2 separate regions of the Callithrix jacchus genome follow, and region 2 is linked to region 1. Evidence: chromatin contacts called from public Hi-C data. All regions are on one chromosome and are shown on one strand. The core of a region is the stretch at or near the end of the contact, and the rest is flanking DNA. Distances in the headings are between cores, read along the strand shown. Region 1 overlaps TMEM14A (transmembrane protein 14A). Region 2 holds the start of LOC100401098 (glutathione S-transferase alpha-4).

Region 1 (4,712 bases), core at 1,047-3,546:
TGCAGATATCAGCAAAACCAGTTACTTCTGAGGCTCTAAGGGAGAGCCTGTCTCCTGGTTTCTGGCTGCCTGCAATCTTTGGTGTCTCTTGGTTTGTAGCTGTATCACTAGATTCTGCATCATAGAAATGGACAGTGGAAAAGGAAACACAGAGGGACTCATGGATTAAGGTCAAGAGGATGAGAGAGTAAGAAAGACAAAGTGGAATAAACTGGAAGGGGTTTAAAGGAAGTGGGAGAACTGTCCACCTCCATCTTTCAGTCGTCATTTTTTAGTTGTTCTTTTGGCAGTTTACTCTAACATGGATTTAAAATTTGTGAGAAGAAAAATCTCTGTTCTAGCAAAGGCATTGCCCAACCTACTCTGTCAGTCCAGCTCTGCAACTGAGCACCAGATGGCGCCCTGCCCAGAGCCAAGGGACCTTTCTGGTGGCTGTTAAGAGTTCAATGCACAGCCTCAGCCACTCTTAGGCGACTTGCCACAATTGCAGATGAATGAGCCCAGCCTACTCAACCTTCCCTTCCTTTTCTAGATCACTGATAAAGTCTACTGTCCCAACTATCTGCCTTTTTTGGAGCAAAACTTCTCAAAAGGGCTGTCATTGGTTGTTGTCTCCACTTCCTCAAGTCCCGTTTTTTCCTCAGCCCACTCCAGTCAGGCTCATGCCCTATCTTCTCTCCTGAGGTCAGCAGTAGCCTCCATGGTGCCAAATTCAGTGTCCACTCATGTCCTCTTGCCAGTCTGTTGGCTTCATGATGCCACACTTTCTTAAACCTCCTTCTACTTCACTGACCCCCTCCTCCTCAGACACGTTGGCTGGTTCCACCTGAGCCTTCTCTTCTCCAACTGCTCTCTCACCTGAGGTGATCTCCTCAGCCCATCTCTATCATCCACCACTAGGTCATAAAAGACATTGTAGATTCTGGATATTAGCTCTTTGTCAGATGGGTAGATTGCAAAATATTTTTCCCATTCTGTTGGTTGCCGATTCGCTCTAATGATGGTTTCTTTTGCTGTACAGAAGCTCTGGAGTTTAATTAGATCCCATTTGTCTATCTTAGCTTTTATTGCTGTTGCTTTTGGTGTTTTAGTCATGAAGTCCTTGCCTATGCCTGTGTCCTGAATGGTTCTGCCTACATTTTCTTCTAGTGTTTTTATGGTGTTAGGTTTTATGTTTAAATCTTTAATCCATCTGGAGTTAATTGTAGTGTAAGGTGACAGGTAGGGGTCTAGTTTCTGCTTTCTGCACATTGCTAGCCAGTTTTCCAAACACCATTTCTTAAAAATGGAGTCTTTTCCCCATTGCTTGTTTTTGTACAGTGTGGAGTTTCTGAAGGATCTAGAAATAGAAATTCCATTTGACCCAGCAATTCCATTCCTGGGTATATACCCAAAGAACTATAAATCGTTCTATTATAAAGATACATGCACACATACGTTCATTGTAGCCCTGTGTACAATAGCAAAGACCTGGAACCAACCCAAACGCCCATCGATGATAGACCGGACTAAGAAAATATAGTACATTTATACCATGGAATACTACACAGCCATAACAAATGATGAGTTTGTGTCCTCTGCAGGGACTCAGATGAATCTGGAAATCATCATTCTCAGCAAACTGACACAAGAACAGGAAGCCAAACACCATGTGTTCTCACTCACAGGTGAGTGTTGAACAATGAGAACATGTGGACTCAGAGAGAGGAGCATCACACACTGGGGGCAGTTGAGGAGGTTAGGGGAGGGACAGCAGGGGGTGGGGAGGGATAACATGAGGAGAAATGCCAGATATAGTATGCCCCTAAAGTAAAATAAAAATTAAAAAAAAGACATTGTAGTTTCACTCTTGCTTACATACTCCAAGGGAAGCTAGCTGCTGTGTCCTAAGGAGACTCAAGCAGTCCTACAGAGAAGCAGATATGCTAAAGAAGTGAGATGTATTTCCAGCTTTTAGAGAGGAACAGAGACCTGTGCCAACAGCCATGTGAGTAAGCCACCTTGGAAACAGATCCTCTAGCCCCAGTCAAGTGACTTGACTGCAACATTCTGAGAGATGCTGATTCAGAACCACCCAGCTAAGCTGCTCCCAGATTCCTGACCTTCAGAAATTGTGTTAGATAATAAATGTTTGTTCCTTTAAGTCCCTAAACTTTGGGGTGATTTGGTATACAACAGTTGATAACTAAAACACCCATGCTGGCCTCATCTTTCAATGCTTCCTCACCATGCTCCCACAGTACTCACGTACCTGAAGCACACCCAACTTGTTCCTGACCAACACCCTGTCTTGTTCCCTCTGACTAAGACCCTCTCACACTGGATCTTCTGGTTCCTGTCATTCAAGACTTAGTCTTTCTTGGCATTCTCTGTGCCTAAAACAATTCAGGAAACAAAGTAGGTGCTCTATAAACTTTTATTGAATAGAACTGTTAATAAAATAAACAGTATTTATTGGAACCATAATCCTTGAGAATATTTCATCAATTTCTGAGGTTAAAGTCTACATTTTTTTCCTACGAGGTATGCTTAGCAGTCCTGTTGACTTAGAATGTTGCAAGTATTCAAAGGTTCAAATGACAAATATATTGAATAGTTAATATATAACTCATAGTTACTGAGTGCAGAGGGAAGGTTAGTAAAGATTGGAGAAAGGTAGGAGGTAAAGCAAAGCAAAGTCAACACAGATTAAATTTGTGCTGATTCATAGCTGCCTCATCTAAGCACTCTGATTGTTAAAACATATTAGTTCTTTGAGAATATGCTGGAAAACTGTCAAGTCGATATACCTAATGGCTCAAATCTTGACCCAATTCCCCCAGTGCAGAAAAATTAATATCCACTTCAATTATATACCCACACATACATAGAGAATCTCACTATGAAAATGGTGGATGGTATAAATATTAAATACCAAATGTTAATTACTTCTTAACAAAAATCTTCATACTTTTATGTCACAGACTACCCAGGAGTGATATTCAGATGCTTAACATCTGGTATGGTAAATATTATATATCTCTCTCTTTATGCCCAGAATTAAAAATAAATTTCCTTTTATTTTTTCACTATGATAAACTATATATAGCATACAATGGGTAACAAGAGCAAATCAGTAATAATTATTATCATACTTTCCAGTCATTCATGATTTTTATAAACTGTCTGTGTCTCTGGGGCTACTTAGGTTGCCAGTGGGTGCCTTTCTCTGTGAAAGCCATCAGTTCCTATTGGCCAGACTTTTCCTGTAGCTGTGACACTCAGTGTTTTCCTAGATCCCTGTACTGCTTTCTGCTCTTGTCTTAATGAGGGCCAGGGGAAGTAGAGCCCCAGGGTGCTTCACCATCCCTTGCGGTAGCTTAACCCTACCCCAGCTTTGTAAATAGGTGATATGGTTCAGCTGTGTCCTCATCCAAATCTCACCTTGAATTGTAGTTCTCATAATCCCCATGTGTCATGGGAGGGTCCAGGTGGAGAAAATGGAATCATGGGGCAGTTTCCCCATCCTGTTCTCATGATACTGAGTGAGTTCTCACAAGATGTGATGGTTTTATAAGGGGCTTCCCTACTCTCTGGGCATTAATTCTCTCTCCTGCCACCCTATGAAGAGGTGCCTTCCACCATAACTGTACGTTTCCTGAGGCCTCCCCAGCCATGTGAAACTGTGAGTCAATTAAACTTCTTTCCTTTATAAATTATCCAGTCTTGGGTATTTCTTCATAGCAGTGTGAGAACAGACTAATACAATAGGTATTTCATTAAACTTTCTTCAGCCACTCTTTTTGTTTGGTTGTTTGGTTTTTTTTGTTGTTTTTTTTTTGAGATGGAGTCTTGCCCTGTCACCTATCCTGGAGTACAGTGGCACAATCTTGGCTCACTGCAAACTCCGCCTCCTGAGCTCAGCAATTCTTCTGCTGCAGCCTCCCGAGTAGCTGGAACTAGAGGTGTGCACCACCGCACTGGCTAATTTTTGTTTTTTTTTTTAAGTAGAGACAGCATTTCCATGTTGGCCAGGCTGATCTCAAACTCCTGACCTCAATGTATCCACCTGCCTCAGCCTCCCAAAGTGCTGGGATTACAGGCATAAGCCACCATGCCCGGCCTCTTCAGCCACTGTTTTTGAGTGGTCATTTTGCTACCTGCAGGAACCTTCTTTAATACAACCTTACATATTGACTTGTAATTCTTTATGTGCAAATCTTTTTCCTTGGGCTTAATTATGCACCCCTTAAAGGCTGGATTATTATACCTTATTCATCTTGTATTCCCAGCACCAACCATTATGAGGTAAACCTTATAAAGTTCACTTCAGGATAATAATAATAAATGATAAAATATCTGTTGTAAACTAGGGAAGGCTGGATATGATAAGGTTGAAAACTCTATTGCAGAGTGAGAGTATAAGAGTCTACCCTTGGGATGTTTACCTGCTGGAGAGGGAGCAAGTAAATGTTCAAAGGGTACCTCTTAGGAAGACATCTTGAAATATCTTGGTTGGGGTGAATTGACCTAACCCTTTGTAAACTTAAAATACATGATTCCCATGTCTCTGTCTGCTCTAACATACCCAATTGTGGCAAAGCTCACATTATGAAAATGTGCAATCAGGATCAGTGTCCTGGCTCTAACCTCCTAGATCTTAGATTTTCTGGGGAAGCATAAGTTATGGTTCTTAGCACACGGCTGAAGCTAGAAATTGTTCCATCCTCATC
Region 2 (4,769 bases), core at 850-3,349, 120 kb after region 1:
AGTTGTAATTGCCTTTTTTTTCTTTTTGAGACAGGGTCTTGCTCTGTTGCCCAGGCTGCAGTGCAGTGGTGTGATCATGGCTCCCTGCACCCTTAACCTCCTGGGTTCAAGGGATCCTCCCATCTCAGCCTCCCAAGTAGCTGGGACCATAGGTGTGCGCCACCACACCGAGTTAATTTGCTATTTTTTGTAAAGATGAGGTCTCCCTATATTGCTCAGATTGGTCTTGAGCTCCTGGGCTCAAGCCATTTTCCTGCCTTGGCCTCCCAAAGTGCTAAGATTACAGGTGTGAGCCATCACACCCAGCCATCAAGGGTCTTTATGATCTTGTTTCTCCTCCTGTGCATTCATACTTTGCCCTATGCTCTTACATGCTGAATACACCTTGGAAAGGCAGCCAGTCTCTTTGCAGTGACATTCTACTGACAATGTTAACCGTCATTCTGGATTATTGAGACAAAATAAGCACATTTTTCTCAATTATTTGGTTAGGCAAAAGCAGGTTTTTAGCAAGTTTTCTGGATAATAAAAATTATAAGGAGCTAATTTAGAAGACTGCCAGTTTTAGCAATATTTTGGGCCAGAATATAAGATATCAATTCTAAATCTGTTATCAATAGAAATCTCCTTAACATTTACTTTAGCTTCTCTATTTGACCAGAATGGCCTATCTTCATCACAACTAGCAGGTAAGAATTTGTCACTGGAACTAAAACCTCTCCTGGCCAGCCCTGAATTCAAATTTGCTAGTTTAGGAAGATGTACTATCATTTTTGCCTTAAGTGTATAATTCAACAGAGAAAGAATATTTTGAAGTTGGAAGATAATGTTAGTAATATAACCAAGGTTTCCAGTACAGCTTTAAAGTATAGCTTAATTGTAGTTTCAGTATAACTTCAAAGTTACAGTGATTATAAATTATTTCTCTCTGTTTTTCTGACGTATGACGTTAGCAAAAGACTGAACAATTTGGATTTGACATGTTACCAGCAAACATGGTCTCCTACATGGAACCAGCCCTTCCAAAACAGATCTCAAGAATTTACATGGCACTTTACACAAACAACCAAACAATATTACTGTGGAGGAGGTGATGGTCACTTACGTTGTAAAATGATTAAGGAGAGAGGTCTATTGCAAGCTTGTATAATAAGCATCTTCTCCAGAGAGCCCTATATTTCATTTCAGAAACTAAATTTCCTTTCAGTTAGGCTCTAATGAATTGATTCATGTTTCCAAAACTCACAAAAGATTGACTTATAACTCCAAGACTTATAAACGTTATTTAGTTGAAAAATATATCTGAGTCAAGAAAGAGACTTTTATCTACCCAGGTTTTTGAAACTTCTTAGAGAATAAACAAAGTGAGCCATCACATGGCAGCTCATTGCTGTTGAAAGACTGGGGCGAGTCCTAGAAAAATTTGTGTCAGAACTTTGAGTTCTCATCTTGGCACAGTTCCCTGGGGATGTAGAACCCTGTAGGAAGACCCCACGGTCAGATCATTTGAATTAAATCTTCCAAGCGTACATGGAGTAGATCTGTAGGTGCAGGAAGACTTAGTTTACCCATTAGACACCATGGTACAGTGCGGCTGGAACCTATGTCCTTTTCAACTGGGTTCAAAATTATCTGACATTTGCTTGTGGTGGAAAAAATGTAGTGGTCCAAAGAATAAATATTTTAAAATTCTACTAAACATATTATGTCAACCAATCAACGGAAACACCACTTCTTATTTTTGAAATTACATTTAATGTGTGATGTAGGTGTGGGGATATTTTAGTATGTCTGATATTATATATCTATTATGCGTACACAATAAAAACCTTCAAAAGGCCTTGTCTACTAGTACATTTGTTCTTTTTCATTTGCATTAACTACTCTGCAGAAAACAATATCTGTTTATTTTATTTGATAGATGCAGGCTTGGAAATAATAAGCATTAAATTAACCACAACGTTAAAATGGTTGCTGAGTATAAGTTGAAAAATTGGGCGGCAGAATATTAGAACTATCCAACCAGGCCCCAAAAAGAGTATATAAGAATTTCACTACTCACCTTATCTCTCCTCGTCTCCAGGGTGCTGGGGGGAGATTAAGTGAGGGTTTATAACCCTCTCCTTTCCTAGTGAAAGCTCCACCCACTCAAAGGATCAACCGACAGTCATTCCAATTTGGGTCACACCTCTGGGGTTTCACTTTACATTTTTTTAAATTTAAATGTTTAATAGCACATTGAGTTAACCAAGTAAGAAGAAGGTAATATGCCACCAGTTCATTCAACAATTGTTTGCTGAGTACCCTTTTCTGCCAGGTATTGTTTCAGGATTTGGCTCTACAAAGGTGGGTGTGACAGCATGTCTGCACTTGTGGTGCTTACATTCTAGAGGAAGAAGAAGACAGGCAGTAAGTATTTTTTTTTTCATGTGGTTTGTTCTAAATAATAGCAACAATGTATTGGATGATTATAACTTGTGTATAAGTTAATGTATGAAAGCAGAGTCATAAAGTATGGGAAGGAACAATTAGGAGCACCCTGTTTTGAGGTAGCTGCACTATTTGAGAAGTGATACAGTGTTACCTGAAAGTGGTCAGGATTAGTTGTCAATACATACTGCAATTTCTAGGGAAACCACTAAAAATATGTTTAAAAGTATAATTGATTTGCCAAGAGACAGAGAAAATGGAATCACATAAATCATATAACCATATGTGATGGTTAATACTGAATGTCAACTTAATTGGATTGAAGGATGCAAAGTATGATCCTGGGTATATTTGGGAGGGTGTTACCAAAGAAGATTAACATTTGAGTCAGAGGGTTGGGAAAGGCAGACCCACCCTTAATCTGGGTGGGCACCATCTAATCAGTTGTCAGTGCAGCTAGATATAAAGCAGGCTGAAAAATATGAAAAGACCAGACTAGACTAGCCTCCCAGGCTACATTTTTCTCCCATGCTGGATGCTTCCTGCCCTTGAATATCAGACTCCAAGTTCTTCAGTTTTGGGGCTCGGACTGGCTCTCCTTGCTCCTCAGCTTACAGACAGCCTGTTGTGAGACTATGAGATCATGTGAGTTAATAATTAATAAACTCCCATATATATATATATATATATGAAATCTCCTTTATATATATATATCCTATTAGTTCTATCCCCCTAGAGAACCCTAATATACCATAGAAATGGAAGACAAAAAAAGAAACAAAGGAGGAACAGTAGGAAACAGCTACAAACTTGGTAGGTACACATCCAACTACATCAATAATTACTTTAAGTGTGAATGGTCTTAAATACACCAATTAAAAGACAAACACTTGCCGGGTGCAGTGGTTCACACCTGTAATCCCAGCACTTTGGGAGGCTAAGGCAGGTGGATCACCTGTGATCAGGAGTTCAAGACCAGCCTGGCCAACATGGTGAAACCCTGTTTCTACTAAAAATACAAAAAAAAAAAAAAAAGTTGTGGTGGCAGACACCTGTAATCCCAGCCACTCGGGAAGCTGAGGCAGGAGAATTGCTTGAACGTGGGAGGCGGAGGTTGCAGTGAGTGGAGACCGTGCCATTGCACTCCACCCTGGGCAACAAGAATGAAACTCCATCTCAAATAAATAAACAAATAAAAAGACAAAGACTATCATGAGTAGATTAAAAAAACAAGACTCAACTGTGCATATACAAGCAAGCCACTTCAAATATAGAGACACAGATTGGATTAATTAAACAAATAAGCAAGCCAGAGGGTGCTGAGTGCTGTGAAGAAAATAACAGGATAAGAAAGGTATGTGGGGGCCAGCCACAGTGGTTCATGCTGGTAATCCCAACACTTTGGGAGGCTGAGGCAGGTGGATCACTTGAGGTCAGGACTTCAAGACCAGCCTGGCCAACATGGAAAAACCCATCTCTACTGAAAATACAAAATTGGCTAGGTGTGGCAGTGCATGGCTGTAATCCCAGTTACTCGAGAGGCTGAAGCACGAGAATGGCTTGAACCTGGGAGGTGGAGGTTGCAGTGAGCCAAGATCACACCACTGCACTCCAGTTTGGGTGACAGAGTGAGACTCCATCTCAAACAAAAACAAACAAATAAACAGAAAGAGGTATATGAATATATGGGAAGCTCTGTAGATCTCATGATCAGAAAAGAATTCCCTCACATGGGGATGTTAGCGCTACTGGAAGAAGACAGAGCCTGCCATACAATGTTCTGAGGGTTGTTATTTGGGTTGAAGGAATGAAATGCACATTCAGCCATGAGGGAACATCAGCAAATACAAAAGCCCCTGCTGGTTACTATCTGTTGCAGCCCCTGTCCCGTGGGATTCACTTTCTCCCCCAGGGAGGCTGGTCCCTGCAGAACTGCCTAGGCCAGGCGAGGACAGGAAGAAAGTCAGAGTCAGCTGTTTCTTCAGGCACTCAATCTGCCAAAACGTCTCTGAAAGTGTGGCTTTATTATGGATCCCCTGGCACTTCTGTCCTAGACACCAGGGTCCCACACTGTCCATTTTTCCTCTTTTGTCCCAGATACTGAAGCCTCTGCAACTGCCCCATTTACGCATGGCTGTGCACTTTAACCCTGTTGGTTCACGTCGTGGCTTTTACTTAGTGAGCCTCATGTCTTCCTTCTGCTCTTTCTTGCACCCTGTCTCATACTGACTTCAGGTTCAGCCTTGAATGCTCAGCATGTTGATATTTTTTGAGGATAAACGATCCTGTCCCTAACCTCTGACTCTATTATCAAAGTCTGGTAACTTGTGAAAATTGTG

The links. A called contact is a pair of places that touch in the nucleus more often than the background predicts.
Region 2: a Hi-C map of induced pluripotent stem cells shows a contact between it and region 1, with 2.3 times the contacts expected there. The contact joins the promoter of LOC100401098 here to the enhancer-like site in region 1.

Annotation. Positions count from the first base shown.
Region 1 is chr4:61,067,400-61,072,111 of calJac240_pri, forward strand. The region is part of intron 7 of TMEM14A (transmembrane protein 14A); the gene reads left to right. Among named protein-coding and RNA genes, the nearest start is that of TMEM14A, 34 kb to the left of the region's middle. Within about 2 kb of position 2,297, at least 5 of the 16 cell types and tissues checked have an H3K27ac peak or open chromatin away from gene starts, as enhancers often do.
Region 2 is chr4:61,182,888-61,187,656 of calJac240_pri, forward strand. It overlaps LOC100401098 (glutathione S-transferase alpha-4), which reads right to left and starts at 2,100. Exons shown (of 7, transcript XM_008994578.5): 1 at 2,063-2,100.